Regions from separate parts of the Mus musculus genome. Here region 2 is linked to region 1. A link is a contact called in public ChIA-PET data. All regions are on one chromosome and are shown on one strand. The core of a region is the stretch at or near the end of the contact, and the rest is flanking DNA. Distances in the headings are between cores, read along the strand shown. Region 1 overlaps Gm17399 (predicted gene, 17399). Region 2 has its middle 31 kb from the start of Gm33088.

Region 1 (3,602 bases), core at 587-3,086:
GGAGCATTCTCACTTGTGATTGGATGGGGGAACACAGCGACACTGTGCCTTATGTAGTGTGCCACCTTGTACCATGAATGATAACAAAGCCTCTGAGGACTGTGCCCTAGGAAGCCACGCCTTCTTGTTCCTTCCCTGCAGCCCATTCATAGCAAATAGAACACAGAAGAATGGTGCTCACTAAGTCTTCAAGACTAGGCTAGCTTAGTAACTGCTGCTTGCTTTACTAGAACACTCTTTGGAGTCTTGGTGCACTGGCTCCGTCAGAGGTCCTGTGAATACTGTCTGAAGGTATTGTTTTGGTGGGTTTTTTTTTGTTTTGTTTTGTTTTTTTGAGATGAGGTCTCATGTACCCCAGGCTAGTCTCAAACTCACATTGCAGCCAAGGATAGCTTTAAACTCCTGATCCTTACACCTCTATCTCCTGAGTTGCAAATACATGCTACCATATGTCCAGTTTATATGGTATTGTTTTTGTGCAAGCTTTTCAAGGACTCTGCCAACAAAGCTACATGTCTTGTCCCTTGATAGAGTTTTTGTGCAGATAGGGTATATAGAAAGAGGTTTCTCCTTAACAACAACAATAAAACATGCACACTTGACTTTGGCATTGGGAGCCTTAAGGAAATAAGTGAAAGTACAACATTTGATCTTCCTGTTTATTAAGCACACGACAAAGACAGAGACAGAGAATTATATAGATAATGAGATACCGAAACAGACACTAGAAAGAAAAAGTTTTATCTTCAAGCCTATGAAGTCAAGATTTTCTATTTCCTCTAAATTTGACTCACAACCTCACAGTTGCTTTCTCTTTCAACTTTTTCTTGAAGTTAAGAAGTCATGGTTAGAAGAAGCCACCAGCTGGCACTGTCTACACTTTGTGTGTGCACCTCTACAGCCAAGTCTCCGAGTGCTTTAAGTCGCCGTTGCTTCTGTTCCCTAGGTTACCACAGACAGCCGCGCTGCCAAACTATGCCACAAATGACAAAGGTGCCCTTTTCATCCTCCTCAAACAGAACCCTCCTCAGCATTGTGCTGACCCTTATCACCACTGTCAATGGCCTCTTGGGTCTGTTGTGCTCTTGTTTAGAATTCCCTTAAGGCTCCCAGTGCCAGCATCAAGTGTGCATGGCTGCATTGGTTCCCTGAAGCTGCTGTGGTGTCCTCAGAGTGATTATAGTGTCAAAAATGGGCAAGCTTCCCTAAGGGAGGTTCCAGGTGTTGCTAGGCAAAGAGCTACCGGGCCGACAGTTCCCTGCTGAAGGCTTCCAGTCCTTCAAGAAGGGTCTTCACCGTTGGAATCATTCACAGAAAGTGTTTAAAGGGATTCTCACAACAAAGCTGCCTTATACTGATTTGTGGTAAACCCCAGTGAACAAAGGCCACACACACTTTTCTTTTTGAGATGCGTCTTTCAGAATCTGAGCCTGCTATGGGATAGCAATTGAAAAGTTCCCAAAGCCTTTCTGCTCAACATTTTAGAGAACCCAACAAAGGATTGACGAGAACATGAGGGAGGAGTTTGCCCTAACACTCCAGCAGCTGCAGATAACCAGTACACGGTGATCGAGACATGTCCCAGTCACTATAGACAGCATGTCCTGTGGCCTTGGAAAGCAGCCCTCTCAGGCTTTGCTAAACTGTAAGTGACCTGCAACTGTGATGTGCAAGCCATAGGGGGGACACTTCCTCTGGTGGAACAGAGAAGTCTTGTGATTGGTGCAGATCTCAGTCCTTCATCTGTTGAAGCAGGGCTGTGCCATGACTGATACCAACACCTTCTAGTTCCTCCTTTCTGGCTGTGTAAGGAGGCTGTTGTCACCTTTACAGTAAGCTACACGCATGACGCTCTGGTGTACTGCCCTCTAGTGTTGTAACATTAGACCCGCGGACAAGCTTCTCTGGACTGATCTTCCTCACTCTAGAAGAGGAGTTGGACCATGAAGAAGATGGGACAGAAATGTCAGTAGAGTGGTCACAGTGGTATAAGCCAGAGCTTCACTTGTGGCGCCCTTCAGATCAGAACAGCGTAGATCGTTCCACGTCTTTGTACATTAGCTAAGAGCGAACTGCATTTTTGCGACTGTGATTCCCAGTACAAATCACACGACGTAATGGGGTTTACAAGCTTTGTCCTCATGCATCAGGCATCTGCTCCTGATGTCTCACGTTTGACTCTCCTCCACACTGGAATCTATTGCTTTTCCTTGTCCCCTTCATCATCCTTCCATGTCAGCATTTCCCAAACCAAGCTTCAAATCACAGACTTAACAATTCATAAGCAATCAGAGCCATGCTTTACATACAAGCACCTGCTGGTACTGTGCAAACTGTATAGCAACGTCACTCTCACAACTAGAAGATGTTACCTTGCCTTATAGATTAAATTATATTCCATTTAAAAATAGGCAACTTAAGCTTCTTTCTTCCTTTTTTCTTCTTCTGCCCAAGACAAGTTCACTGCACCTCGCATGTTCCAAATTTAAACCTAACACCTAGATAAAAAAAAAAAAAACTGACAAACAGGAAATGACTAAAGGGAGCGGCTCTTCCTATCACGTTTGGGACCATCAAAGCAGACCCTTTTCATCGACATGGGTTTTGATTGGGGTAAGAAAGGGCCAGACAGGCACAGCGTCAATCACATTTATCTTGATCTAGTCATACTAGAATCAACTGGGTCAATACAGTCTCCTCTAGTTCTCGCTTTACAATTTGGTGGGTGGAATTCTTGACTGAGATTTGGTTTAGATCATTTCCCTCTTGTGTCTTTTGCCTGCAGACTTAGAAAGCCAGCAGTAACTAATGATGAAGTGCAATGTCTTCCTGTAAGACCTTCTGCCTGAACTTCATTGAAGAATAATGGCATCTTCCTCTTCCTTCATCCCTTAACACAGGAGCCCATCGAGTGTCCACATGCACAGAGGAGTCACTTGTCCGCTGACAGCCATGGCTTTGCAGTAAACGCCAAGGCATAGATGCTTCCATCCCGTAAGCAAGAGCGAGACCTGGAAATAGCCAGAGACCTAGGTGTGAAGTACAGGCTGTTCTGTTGGTAACAGAAAGGCATCTCTGCATCTCCTTCTTAATTAATGTCCCTTCTTGTTATAGAAATAAATCTTATGCTTGTGTGAAACTCATACTGTAGAGGAGTCCTCCTGCCCTTACTCTGGCTTTAACTCCTTCCCACACAAAGTAACCTACTTCATTTGCAGTCCAGGAGAGATCCTTCAGTTTTGCTGCATTTCTCAATTAAGTACAGTATGCATCAGGCAGCAGATTTTCTGTACCAATGAAGTTACACTTTGCACATTGTTCTAGAAAACACATCACACAATGAGATGGTTATCTCATTTGTCACTTGTCTGTGTCTTTAAACAATTTAAAGTAAAACGCTTGTGGTTCATCTTTACCTCTTACAAATAATCGAAAATAAAATGCTACACATGGTGTCAAAAGCCCTTTGACCTGCTTGGAATTTCACTCCTCATCCTCAAAAATCTCTTGGGAGCATGCATGGGCAGTGAGATAGCCCAGTGTGTGGTTGTGTGTGGGCAGTGAGATAGCCCAGTGTGGTGGTGTGTGGGCAGTGAGATAGC
Region 2 (3,602 bases), core at 638-3,137, 210 kb after region 1:
CATAGAGTCTGCCTGCTTAGTGCGACCTGACTGAGCTCTGTGACTGCTAAGTGTGTTGGTTTCTTTGTGCACTGCTGGGACAAGACACCTGACAGAAGAAACATAAGGAAGAACGAGTTTGTTTGGGATTGTATTTTTGTGGGTACAGTCGGTCCTTCATGGAGGCAGGATGATGGGCAGCTGGTCACAGTGCATCTTCAATCCTATGTGCATCCCCCTCCCCCTGCACACCACCTCCAGGTTCCTTCCTTCTTCTAGTGAATTCCCCAATGCTTGCTTATTATCACGTGTGCACCATTACCCTCCTATTCCCCACCCCCACTAAGCTCTCTTCTCCACTCTCATGATCTCCAGGCTCACAGCCTGATGTCCTAAGCACCATCCATACAGTCAAGTTCATCTTGCCTATTCAAACCGACTACTTCTGGGTTCTGTGCTGTGGTCTGGCGATAGCATGAGAACAGGATAGGGCTCTTCCCCTGACTGACACAGAGTCATTCGTTCCTTACAGGATGGCTACTCAGTTCTGGTCCATGTCACTGGCAGTATATCAAAAACAAAAACAAAACAAAAATAAACAAACAAACAAAAAACTGACGGTGATTCTCCCTGTAGCCTGGGGGTGGTTATTAATGGTTAAAGTTTGGGTTTCTTTGTTTTAGCAGTCTTGGGAATTGAAACTCGGGTCTTCCACATATAAGGCAGGTGCTCGCGCACTGAGCTATCTCCACAACTATCTGTTTATGTGTTTGTTTCCTTGTTTATATTACGTATTTATTTCCCTTTATTTTAAGACAGAGTCTTACTAAATTGCCAAGACTGGCCTTGAATTTACTCTGTGGTCCTGGCAGGCCTTGAACTTGCTATCCTGTTCCCTAAACTCCTTGAACAGCTGGAGTTAGAGGCCTGCACTACCAACACCAGCATAAGTGGTTCTATTTAAAGACCCCACTCTTATTTACCTTCTTTCAGGCACCAAGACTCTCGTCCACCTCCTGAAGGAAAGCCTTCTCCAGTCCTTCTGCAGCCTGGGAGGGTCTCTCACAGATGGCTGGCATCTGTGGCACGAGTACTGCATACCCTTCAGTTATGGCGAGAACATCAACTCTCTAAACAGCTGGAGATGTGGGGAGAGACTGAAAGGCTGCTCAAGATGAGAACTCCGAGGATCTGTTCTTTGGTCTTCGTTTGTAGAGTGCACGGGGATCAAAAGCTCCACAGGGCTGACTAGCACGATAAACTGATCAGCGCAAACACTCACCGGACACCCGACACCAATGCTTCCACCAGCAAGACAGTGACAAGACCCTCCATTTTTAACTCTCGAACCGCAAATGTAGATCACTCGCCCTGGTGGATTCCCAAGCAGCGCACAGTCAATATTAAAAAGTAAACCAAAGTCCTGAGAAATTTGCCAAACTCTCCCAGCTGCGGAGCAGTGACTTGGGAGATGAGGGAGCTGTGGTCAGCTCTCAGTGTTCTCCTGCTCCAAACCCACCCATAAGTATCACCACAGCATCCACAGCCAGGAGCCCTGCAACCGTGCCTGTTCAAGGGCAGGCTAGGACCCCAAGACAGGGCTCAACTCTTGCCCCCTAACGTGGTCATTTTTCATTGTTTAAACCTGAGTCAAAGGTGGGCTGGAAGTAAGTCAGCCTTTCAGAGCAATTAGGCGTGTGATGCAGGCTGTGGCCTGCAGCCCCTGCAAAGGCTCTGAGTTTTCATCTGCTCATTTTTAAGTGGTTTAATTTTGCCTCTGATTGCCAGGTGCTAAAATATGAACCTTCACACTTGTGAGTCACCCAATTTAACCACGCTGTGGCTCTACCCTCCGAGAGTTTCCTAGGTGCGAACCCAACTGTGCCCTAGACCCACAAAAACATTTTAGTCAAGATTTCCAGGGTAAATTCTAGCCCACCCTTGTCAAAACCACAAGGCTCCCACCTCACCTCCCTGCAGCCGACCCAGAGCTTGTCATTGAGCTCTGATCCTGTGGCTCTAAGTTGACTGTGGGAACTCAGGCAAGTGACTTCACCTTCCTGAGCCTCAGTTTCTTTCTTAGTGAAGTGTGTGCTGAAAATAACTCAAAATTAAATGGTGTGTCCAAGGCCTGCCAATGACTGGGTGCTCTCCTCCCCTCTGTGAGTTCTAGGACAGCCAAGGCTACACAGAGAGACCCTGCCTCAAAAACAAAAACAAAAAGTTTGCAGTAGTAGTTAGAAAATTGAAATATGCACATCAGAAGTCATGAAAAGATATGAAATAGATAAATGGCGGATGAGCTTCCGTCCTAGGATGCAGGATGACATCTCATTCATCTTATCTACCTACCACCAGTGTGTGTTTACTGTCTGTGTGCTGTGATCACAAGTATGTGTCACATGATTACGTGGGGTGTGTGTGTGTGTGTGTGTGTGTGTGTGTGTGTGCGTGCGCGCGCGCGCGTGCACGTGTATAGAGGTCAGAGGACAGCCTCTTGTATCTTTCCTTAGGAATGCTGTTGACCTATTGTAGGCAGGGCTTCCTACTTGGCCTAGAATTTGCCAATTCAGCTGGGCTACTTGGCCAGGGAGCCCCAGACACCTGCCTGTCTCCTCCTTCCCCTCCAGGGATGGGAGGGGTGTGACTGGGGTGGAGGTAGGGGTGGGGGAGAGTTAAAGCACACGCTGCCACACATAGCATTTTGCACAGATTCTGGGAATAAGTTAGGTCCTTGTGCTTGCATGGCAAGAGCTTGCTGACTGCACTGTCTCCAGCCTCAGCCTACTGACTACACTGTCTCCAGCCTCTACGATGCCTTGTCTTATAAAGCATCCTTGATTTCAATGATGTAAAATGTGAAGAAAACATGGATGTTAGGTAAACATTGGTATGGAGTCAGTAAGCCGTGGGAAGGGCGTCCTGCAGAGACTGGAGGAAAATGGGAAAGTAGACGCATGAAGGCCTGTTCTGAGTTTCCCCTTTCCCTTTAAATTCTTCTATTTCATTCCTTTATTTATTTGAGGGTAGGGACAGGCACAATTGGGAAGGCCAGAGACAATTTTTAGGAGTCCATTATGTCCTCCCACCACATGGAACACAAGAGCCAAACCTTTTCATGCTTAGCAGCCTTTAACTGCTGAGTGTTCTTCCTCTTCCTCATCTTCTTCCTCCTCTTCCTCATCCTTCTCTTTTTTTTTCTCCTCCTCCTCCCCCTCCTCCTTCTCCTCCTCTTTCTTCTTCTTCTCCCACTTTTTCTTCTTTTTCTGCTTAGTGCAATCCACATCTTTTTTTTTTTTTAAATCTGTCAGCTATCCTGGAAAGAAGGCAGCTTTCAGGATGAACAATGAGCTATCTCATCACACCAGCTTCAGCCCTAACCACCCCAGGAACAACCCATTAGTCTAAGAAAGGTAGTTCCCTGGGTCCATTGGAATATCATTTGTGGGCTCACAAACTGAGGGGAAGGAACTCATAGTTAAATCTCCTGCCAGTCTTGGCTCCCTCCTCATAGATGTGTTGATGGACAGAAGCAGAAGGCTTGCAAAATCTCAATCCATCTTCTTTTGCTTGGTTCACCATGACTAGCAGTCCCACAGGCAGGGACTCCTACATCTCCTGAG

The links. ChIA-PET counts read pairs in DNA pulled down with a chosen protein or histone mark.
Region 2: a contact with region 1 is called in an RNA polymerase II ChIA-PET map of memory CD8 T cells, with 356 read pairs. The contact joins two enhancer-like sites. A contact is called at or near these places in 1 of 484 Hi-C or Micro-C datasets (the G1E-ER4 cell line) and 4 of 115 datasets of contacts at active chromatin or transcription factors (CD8 T cells, the SCID.adh cell line, embryonic midbrain and 1 more).

What each region holds. Positions count from the first base shown.
Region 1 is chr9:118,166,920-118,170,521 of GRCm38.p6, forward strand. Gm17399 (predicted gene, 17399) reads left to right here. Exons shown (of 2, transcript NR_155294.1): 2 at 2,786-3,463. Among named protein-coding and RNA genes, the nearest start is that of Gm17399, 18 kb to the left of the region's middle. Within about 2 kb of position 1,837, at least 24 of the 459 cell types and tissues checked have an H3K27ac peak or open chromatin away from gene starts, as enhancers often do. A contact at or near this core is called in CD8 T cells and memory CD8 T cells, where this site is marked.
Region 2 is chr9:118,373,059-118,376,660 of GRCm38.p6, forward strand. No RefSeq gene overlaps it. Among named protein-coding and RNA genes, the nearest start is that of Gm33088, 31 kb to the left of the region's middle. Within about 2 kb of position 1,888, at least 11 of the 459 cell types and tissues checked have an H3K27ac peak or open chromatin away from gene starts, as enhancers often do. A contact at or near this core is called in CD8 T cells and memory CD8 T cells, where this site is marked.